Regions from separate parts of the Mus musculus genome. Here all the other regions are linked to region 2. The links are chromatin contacts, called in public ChIA-PET and Micro-C maps. All regions are on one chromosome and are shown on one strand. The core of a region is the stretch at or near the end of the contact, and the rest is flanking DNA. Distances in the headings are between cores, read along the strand shown.

Evidence for each region. A called contact is a pair of places that touch in the nucleus more often than the background predicts. ChIA-PET counts read pairs in DNA pulled down with a chosen protein or histone mark.
Region 1: a Micro-C map of embryonic stem cells shows a contact between it and region 2, with 4 times the contacts expected there. The contact joins the promoter of Kcnb1 here to the promoter of Cse1l in region 2. A contact is called at or near these places in 1 of 39 promoter capture datasets (liver), 1 of 484 Hi-C or Micro-C datasets (embryonic stem cells) and 1 of 9 other capture datasets (pancreatic islet).
Region 3: an RNA polymerase II ChIA-PET map of memory CD8 T cells shows a contact between it and region 2, with 32 read pairs. The contact joins the enhancer-like site here to the promoter of Cse1l in region 2. A contact is called at or near these places in 2 of 39 promoter capture datasets (liver and stem cell-derived epiblast-like cells), 1 of 484 Hi-C or Micro-C datasets (CD4 T cells) and 2 of 115 datasets of contacts at active chromatin or transcription factors (memory CD8 T cells and microglia).

The regions. Positions count from the first base shown.
Region 1 is chr2:167,187,474-167,190,173 of GRCm38.p6, forward strand. It overlaps Kcnb1 (potassium voltage gated channel, Shab-related subfamily, member 1), which reads right to left and starts at 1,345. Exons shown (of 2, transcript NM_008420.4): 1 at 584-1,345. The coding sequence starts at 1,150. It also overlaps a transcript of 1110018N20Rik not described here.
Region 2 is chr2:166,904,729-166,907,428 of GRCm38.p6, forward strand. Cse1l (chromosome segregation 1-like (S. cerevisiae)) reads left to right here and starts at 1,368. Exons shown (of 25, transcript NM_023565.3): 1 at 1,368-1,449. Gm31204 (a long non-coding RNA gene) reads right to left here and starts at 2,566. Exons shown (of 3, transcript XR_866966.3): 1 at 851-2,566.
Region 3 is chr2:167,366,187-167,368,886 of GRCm38.p6, forward strand. No RefSeq gene overlaps it. Among named protein-coding and RNA genes, the nearest start is that of B4galt5, 18 kb to the left of the region's middle. Within about 2 kb of position 1,340, at least 123 of the 459 cell types and tissues checked have an H3K27ac peak or open chromatin away from gene starts, as enhancers often do. A contact at or near this core is called in memory CD8 T cells and microglia, where this site is marked.

The DNA of each region.
Region 1 (2,700 bases), core at 95-2,594, 280 kb after region 2:
CCTCTTTCCCCAGGCCTATTTTCTGCTCTGATTTGGAAATTTACATCTTCCTCCAACAGCCAAGTGCAAACTGCACCACACAGCAAGTACATAAACAAGGAGCCAGCCTGGTCCTCTCACCCGCTGTCCCGAGCCTTGGGGCAGACCTGTCCTTACCACTAGCCTTCCCTGTCTTTTGTCATCTCTTAAAATACCTGTGGGTGCCTCAGCCTCTGCCAGGCGTGTCGGTAGGCTGTGTTTATACCCTTCCTTATGAGCAGAGTGGGGTTATAATTCAGGGCTAGATGTTACATCTGCAGGGCAGGCTATTCTAGTATGTATCCAGGCCTGGAGGCACCAAGACTATCCAGCAAAGCTCGACTCTGTTCTCACCAAGGCCGTAGCATTTTAGAGTTTTATAAACCATTTCCCCCCAACAAAGTAGGGGTACACCGTACTGAATCACATGGGAAGGGTGCCTCTTAAGAGTAGTAGTCCTTGGAGAACTCGCTTGGAGCCCCTGCCTTTTAACCGGTATACTCATCGTGAGGAGCCAGGAGCCTCTGTGTAGGCCTCCATGGGGGGAAACAGACTCCAGACTCACCTTGGCGGCCACCGATGAGTTGGGCTTCTCCAGCAGGTCCCAAAGTTTCTTCCTCTTCTCAGCACAGCACGTGTTGTCGAACTCCTCGCCCTCCCGCTCCCGCAGCGTCTCAGCCTCCCGCTTCAGCTCCTCGTTCATCTGCTCCTTCTTTTGGTGGTAGCGGGCCTGGCAGCAGGACTCCAGGTAGATCTCATCGATGCCCCAGTAGTCCAGCTCCTGGCTGAAGCTCAGCGCGCACATCTCCTCCATCATGTGCAGCCGGCCGGTGCGGTAGAAATTGAGAATAGAGGTGAAGGCGCCAGGGTGGCGGTCGAAGAAGTACTCGTTGTCCTCGAGGCTGTAGTCGTCGCACACCTGGAGCAGAGAGTCGTGCGTGTTGCAGTCCCGGAGCTTGCCCAGCCGCGTGCGAGGCAGGCGGTCCAGAGTGCGCCACAGCACCTCGTGCGCCAGGCCCCCGACGTTGAGGCGCACCCGGCGCGAGCACGCCTTGCTGCGCACGATCTCCATGGGCTCGGGCGGCAGCGAGCTGGTGGAGCGCGAGCCATGCTTCGTCATGCCCGCCGGCATCGCTGGTCTGGCCGCCCCCGCCCCCCCTGCCCCCCCAGGCCGCTGTCACTCGACGGCAAGGCCCGCTGCCGCGGGGGCGGGGGGCGGGGAGCTCTGCAGGCCGCTGTGGTGCAGGGGTGCGCGAGGGCGGGCGTCGCGGCTACCGTCTCACCTCCATCCCGACGGCTGCGAGGCAGAAAGCGAAAGCGGACACGGGTCAGCGAACCGTACTGTGAGGCCCCTCCCCCAGGGTCCCCTACCGGCCTTGACCTTCCCAAGGCTTAAGCGGCTCAGGGGAGTTGGGGGGCGGGGGGGGGGGAAGGGAGGACGGATGGCTGCTGTTCCTCCCGCCGGTGCTGAAGTCAGCCCCACCCCAGGACGAAGGGAGGGGTGGCCCTCCAGGCGGGAGAGGCCCCCAGGAGGCTCCCAGGAAGCCCCACCCCCGCCCTGGCGCAATCCGGCCGCCCGGGGCGCTGTCCGTCCCGTCGAGTGCTGAAACTCCCTGCTCTCGGGCTGGAGAGCCCAACCTGGCCCCCGCAATTGGGAGGCAAGGGAGAGGCAGGGAGAACTTTCTTTCTCTCTTTAGTGAGTTCTCATCTCCTCCCACCCCAAGATAGTCAAGATTTTGGGTGGGAGCATAACGATGGCATTGGGCTTGCTTTTTCTAAATCTTAGAAGATTTTGGGCCGAGTGAGGACTGTGGAGGCTACCAGATGCCCACCTGTCGGAGGCCACCAGGCTGCCCTGTCCTGGGGCGACCCCACTCCTCACAACACCAGGACCCGAGACCGCTCCGGAGACCAGGTGAGGGTCGAAGGAGCCAAGCCAGCGGGGTCTGCACCTCCTTGTGCGCCCCCTCCCCACTCTAGCGCAGGAGGGGCGCGGAGTCCTCGGGATCCGCCTGCTCGGTGCTCCCCTCCTGCCCCTCCTCCTCTCTTTCTCCTCCTCCCCCTCCTCCCGCTCCTCCTCCTCGCTCCTCCCGGCGATGGCTTTTTATAACTCCGGGTTCTGCGCCTTTGCCCGGGCTCGGAAGAGAAGGGGTGGGGGAGGTGGGAGGCGGGGAAACCAGCGGAATCTTCTGGCCTTTCGGAGCGTGCCCTCCTCCCGCCACGCACCGGTGATTTCGGGGGGTTCCCGGGCCCTACAGCCCGCGGGGCACACGCCCCGCCCCCAGCCCCGGGGTGGGCCCGCGCCACCCCCCTACCCCGCCACACTCACCCCCAGGGTGGCCGCCTCCCGGGGCCGCGCCGCGCGCATCTCGCCGGCCGCCCGCCCGCGCCCCCGCCCGCGGCAGCGGCGGTCCCGGGGCCGGGCTAGGCCTACCCGGGCCGGCCGGGCGGGCGGGAGGGCGGCGCCGGGGCTGCGGGGCGCGGGCGGGGCGCTCTGCGGGGCGCAGGGACGGCGCGGCCCGGGCGATCGGCGGCGCCTCCGCCTCCACCTCGGGCTCCGGCTCGGCTCGGCGGCGGCCGCGGCTGCCTGCGCGAGATCAACAAGTCGGGCTGAGCTTCGGCTCCGCGCTCGCCGCGATTCTGTCCCGCACTTCGGAGCGCGGCGAGTGGCACCGAGGCGGG
Region 2 (2,700 bases), core at 118-2,617:
CTGCTCTTCTGAAGGTCCTGAGTTCAAATCCCAGCAACCACATGGTGGCTCACAACCATCCGTAATGAAATCTGATGCCCTCTTCTGGAGTGTCTGAAGACAGCTACAGTGTACTTACATATAACAAATAAATAAATCTTAAAAAAAAAAACAGTTTAATGAGAACCTTACATAAACAATGCATGCTTTTGAGGGTAAGCGTTCCCATGAAGTATCGATTATGAAAATGAGTGTTTGTGACCTGGAATTCATGGCAAGCTAGGCAGCCTGTCCTTTACTGGCTAAAACGCAAAGTGAGCCAGCTACTCCTGGACCCAGAGACAGGAAGGAACACATATCAGTGCAGTAAAGTGGGGTAAGCTTGTAGCAGAGAGGAACAGAGAAGGCAAGCTAAGCTGGCTTCTTCAGCCCGGTCTTACTACAGAACACTAGGCTTCAGTCTTGATCAAAAACCTGCTTCTAGACCTTCACCTTTCTTTGCTTGCGAGGCGTACAGTCACACAACTGTCTCCTGGCTTTTGAAAAGATAAGATTTCTCTTGTTCAAGGGTCAAATGAACATCCCAGTTACCTTTAAGTTGCCACCAACTACATCGTCGTCTGAAAAAAAAAATTTTTTTTTGAGAAAGGATCTCACTGTGTAGCTATGCCTGGCCTCTGTGTAGACCATGCTGGGCTTAAATAAATGGCGATTGTCTTGCTTCTGCCTCCCAAGTGCCAAGTGGTAACAAGCATGAGCCATCGCCTTCAGCTTCTGAAATCATGTGTGTGTGAGTGAATGAATGTGGGTGTCTTCATCCATTGCTCTCTTAGTTTTCAAGGCTGGATCTCTTATGGAAACAGAAGCTCACCAATTAGCTAGACAGGCCGGCCAGTAAGCCCCAGCGATCTTCCTGTGTCTGCCTCCCCAGGTACGGAATTGTAGTCAGGCTGGCTTTTATGTGGGTGCTGGGGATTCGAACTCCCGTCTTCTTCCTTGCGCAGCTATCACTTGCTTAACCAAGCGTGCTATCCCCTAGCTTGAAATTCTTACTCATTCGTTTATTCTATTTGTCCTAGAACAGACGCTCTGCTCTGTCCCTTCGCTCAGGCGTGAACGAGCACGTTCCATCCAACAGTTAGAAGCCACTAGGAGCCACTCGCAGAACCTGCTAGGGTCTGAGGAAAGAAACCCAAAACAGAAGCCTGCGTCAAAAGGCACGGTCTCTTGTGACGTCACCGCAGACCCGAGCAATGGTTCCGATTGGCCCTCGCAGCCGGGGTGGGGCCAAAGCATTCCTGGCTCCACCCCGCGTCCCGGTCTCACTCGCACATGCGCAGTGGCCGCCACCTTAGCCGCCGCGCCATTTTGCCAGGGTTTGAATGTGAGGCGGAGCAGCGGCTGGAGTGGGGTAGTGTCGGCTGCAGCTCTCGCTTGGGATTCCCTCCTCGGTCTCGGCGTCCCCACGAGGTGAGGCATGGAGCGAGCAGGGTGGCCGCGGGGACGCGGCTGAGGGAGGGGCCGATCGCTGGGAGGTGGATCTGGGCCTCAGCCCGAGGACGCGCGCCTGGTCTTCCCCGCACGCCGCCTCTGGGTCGGGCCTGACCGCTCCGGGAAGCTGGGGCAGCTTGGGGCTCGGCCTCACGCGAGCTTCTCGAGCTCCCGCCCCTTCCCTTCCAGCGTTGCTGGGATTGGTCGCGCCGCCGCGTAGGCGTCCGCGGATTGGTCAAGCCCGCGCGTCCGTTCTCGGCGCGCCGGGGCCCGCAGCGTGAGCGCTGTTCCGCGCCGAGGCCTGACCTGGCCGAGCCGGTCTGGGTCCCTGGTTCTAAAAGAGGCCGGAGATCGCCCACTCTGACTTCGCGGGGCTTTGGCCTCCGCCAGAGTGGACTTGGCCCTCGGGTTTCAGCTGGCTGTGACGTTCGTGTCCCTAGGACCTAAGGAACCTACAGGCGAATGGTGTTCCCCTGCCTGGGGCTCGCCGGCTTTCCAGTTAGATAATCTGTCCCCACGCACACTCCGTCTTTCCCTAGGAGTGTAATTCAGAGCTAGTCCTTGCCTCTCTACGAATTTCCTAGTTTTTAAATAATTAGGTGATGCTGGGCGTGGAAACCGTGCTCCCTCACGTGTTGAACAATCTCTTCCACTGAAATGGCATTTTTACCCTCTCCTCAAACTTACGATTCTTCACTTGCATATTCGGTTAAGTGGCTTGAAGGTTCCGCTGACTGCAGGCTGTGTTTCCCAGAGGGCTCGCCTGAACTGCTGACCATGGCCATTCGTCTCTCCATAAGCACTGTCGCCTCCATGACCGGCTCTTTTAAGTATTCATAGTCCCGTCCTGTATGCTAAGTCCCCAGCTTTCGTGATGTTAGAAGCAGCTGACCTCAGATCTTGGCGGGGCTGCCTCCCTCCCTGCCTTTCAAGTTCCCTTCTTAGGGAGGAGTTCTCAGTTCTCACTGCGATGGCCACATCACCCACGTTTATGTGTCCTGTAGCATTGACCTTATATGTAGTAACTACTGCTTGTTTCTCACGGTTCTCATCTGCTCTGAGTTATCTTTAAGGATAACTTTTTATTGCTGGGTCCCATGTATGAGAGCCACATGGTGAATGCTCTGTTATTTTATGAAGACATGGAAGGTATCTGTCTGTCTGTCTATCTATTTATTTTGGATAAAGGGTCTTTCATAGCCCAGGCTAGACTTAGAGCGTTATCTTTCT
Region 3 (2,700 bases), core at 90-2,589, 460 kb after region 2:
TGGGCTAATACTTACCGTGCCAGGCACAGCAGCAAGCTCACCATGCATACTCCCTCAGTCTACTCAGTGACCCTTGCAGTCATGTGCACAACACATTTCTGTGAGGAGGGTTTAATGCAGATGTGCTTTTTTAATTAATTTATTGATTTTGAGGCAGGGTCTCTCTCTCTGGTCTCACTGGGATTTGAGGCTCCCTGATTAGGCTGGTGAGCCCCAAGGATCGTCCTCTCTGTGCCTCTGCAGCGCTAGAATCAGGGGGTGTAATTAGTTCCGTCAGGCTTGTTTAAATCCCTTCCCAGGGGGGGAGAGTCAACACTGGCTTCTTCTCCTAAGGTCCTAGCAGCAAAGCGAGGCACAATGCCACCAAGTTCACCCTGGGACCAATGTGATTATTGGGGTTCCTTAAAGAGCTTAAGTGAGGGCTAGAGAGATGGCTCAGTTGTTGAGAGCACTGACTGCTCTTCCAGAGGTCCTGAGTTCAATTCCTAGCAATCACATGGTGGCTCATAACCATCTGTAATGGGATCTGAAGCCCTCTTCCGGTGTGTCTGAAGACAGCTACAGTGTATTCATATAAGTAAAATAAATAAATCCTTAAAAGAAAAAAAAAAAACACAATAGGCCACACCTAAACCCAGTGGGCCTAAGCTTTCATCTTCTGTGGCTATATACTCCAGCCCTTCAGAGAGGCCATGTGCAATTAGTCCAGAGCTGTCAGCAGGTAGCAGGGAGTGGCTGGGAACTTTAAGTGTGGCTGTCATGACCCTTCCTAAACTTCCATGAGAGGACACAAACTGCCAACCAGCCCAGATGGGACATCCTTTGCAAGCAGGCACAGCTGGGCTGTCTAAGATGTCTAAGATGGCCGTTGCTTGTCTGGGAAGACAGTCCCTGGGCCTCAGCCTCCTACCCTGATTGCTAAGACTTCAGTGTGCTGGCCCCCCCCCCCACTCCCACCCCCATCCCCACCCCCTCACCCCCGTGACTCCTCTTCAGCTTTATTCAGAATAAAATCCAAATCCTGGGCTTGGGGGTGTGGCTCAGCTGGTGGGGTACTTGCCTAGTGTGTCCCTGGCTCAAAAAAAAAAAAAAAAAAAAAGAAAGAAAGAAAGAAAGAAAGAAAGAAAAGAAAAGAAATAAAACTGAAAGAAAGTAAGAGAGAGAGAAAGACAAATAGAAGAAAGCAGGCTGGACAGGCCATGGCAATCAAGCCGGTGTTTATTACAGCAAAATCGGATGTCAGGAAATTGCATTCGCACGTTTCCCTCCAAACTCTCCCATAGTGCCCCATTGCCCTCAAGAGAGAACTCAGGCATCCTGCCTGGGTCTGCAGGAACCAACCAGGGCTTGCCATTCAATCCTCTGAGGTTTCGCTGCTGGGCATTATCAGCATAACCACACGCTGGTTTCCTTTAGGTCACTAAAGGAGTAGTGCTTACACACACACACACACACACACACACACACACACACACACACACACACACACACGCACATTCTCTCTCTCTCTCTCTCTCTCTCTCTCTCTCTCTCTCTCTCTCTCTCTCTCTCTCTCTCTCTGTGAAATATTTCCTCTAGAAACCTCCCTTCCTCGTCCACCTCTCACACCCACGCACTCACCCTACAGGTGCGCCCTGGCAGAAGTTTCTCTCCAAGAGGGGGTGGGGCCGAGGGATATGGTGGACTGACGACACAGGACTCCAAAGAAGACAGCAGTGTGAAGGCAGAGGGAAGAACCAGGTCCGACCACTTGAACTTCTCCACGTGGTGGGGGTAGCGGGGGTGGGGTGGGGGACGCACGTGGACCAGCCCGTCCGCTGTCTGATTGAAATCCTCTCCCATTTCCTGGGAGGCCGGTAGAGGCAGAAGAGGCCCACACAGCCTCTGTCAACCCCCCTCGCGATCGGCAGAGCCTTGATTTCTTCTGCTCCACGCGCCATCTTTACTTTTACAGCAGATGCTCAGACACAGCAGTTAAGACCCAGGGTTTCCTGGACCCTGTTGGCAACTTCGAGATTTCACCTGGAGAGGTTCTAACTGTTCTGACCTCTGATGAGGACTACAAAGCGGACATCTGAGCAAAGGGGCTCCAGGCTATAGTGAGTGCTCACTAAACACCAGAGGTTAGCCCAAAATGTCTGAGTGTAACTTGGTGTGCTTTAGCCTAGGCCACATACTGAGCATGGAATCTCTGCTGGCTGGTCATAGAAGTGCCTCGATCCTAGTCCTTGCAGAATCCTTCCTTTAACAGATTGGAAGAAGCTCTGTGGGTTTCCGGGGCACATGAAGAGATTCACAGGAACATTCAAGCCCCGGGGAGGGGAGGGCCGTTGAGTCTCTGAGCCAATGAGAGGTAGAGAAGTGGGGAGGCCCCAAGGTGATGCTACTCCTGGGCACAGCAAGTCAGCGTGAGATGCGGGCAGGAACTGGGACTTCCTCTCTCTGGCCGGCGTGTGTGTGTGTGTGTGTGTGTGTGTGTGTGTGTGTGTGTGTGTGTGTGTGTGTGTTTGACTTCCCTTTATCAAGAAATTAGCGGCTTGCTTGCCTAGCCTGTAGAAAGTTCCGGACTTGGTCCTAGCACCCCATAATGCGCTTGGTGGTGCATGTCTGTGATCCCAGCACCCAGGAAGTGTTAGGCAGGAGGATCATAAATCAAGGGCTACCTGGAGAACTTAGCTTCTGAAAATTAAAAAAATAAAA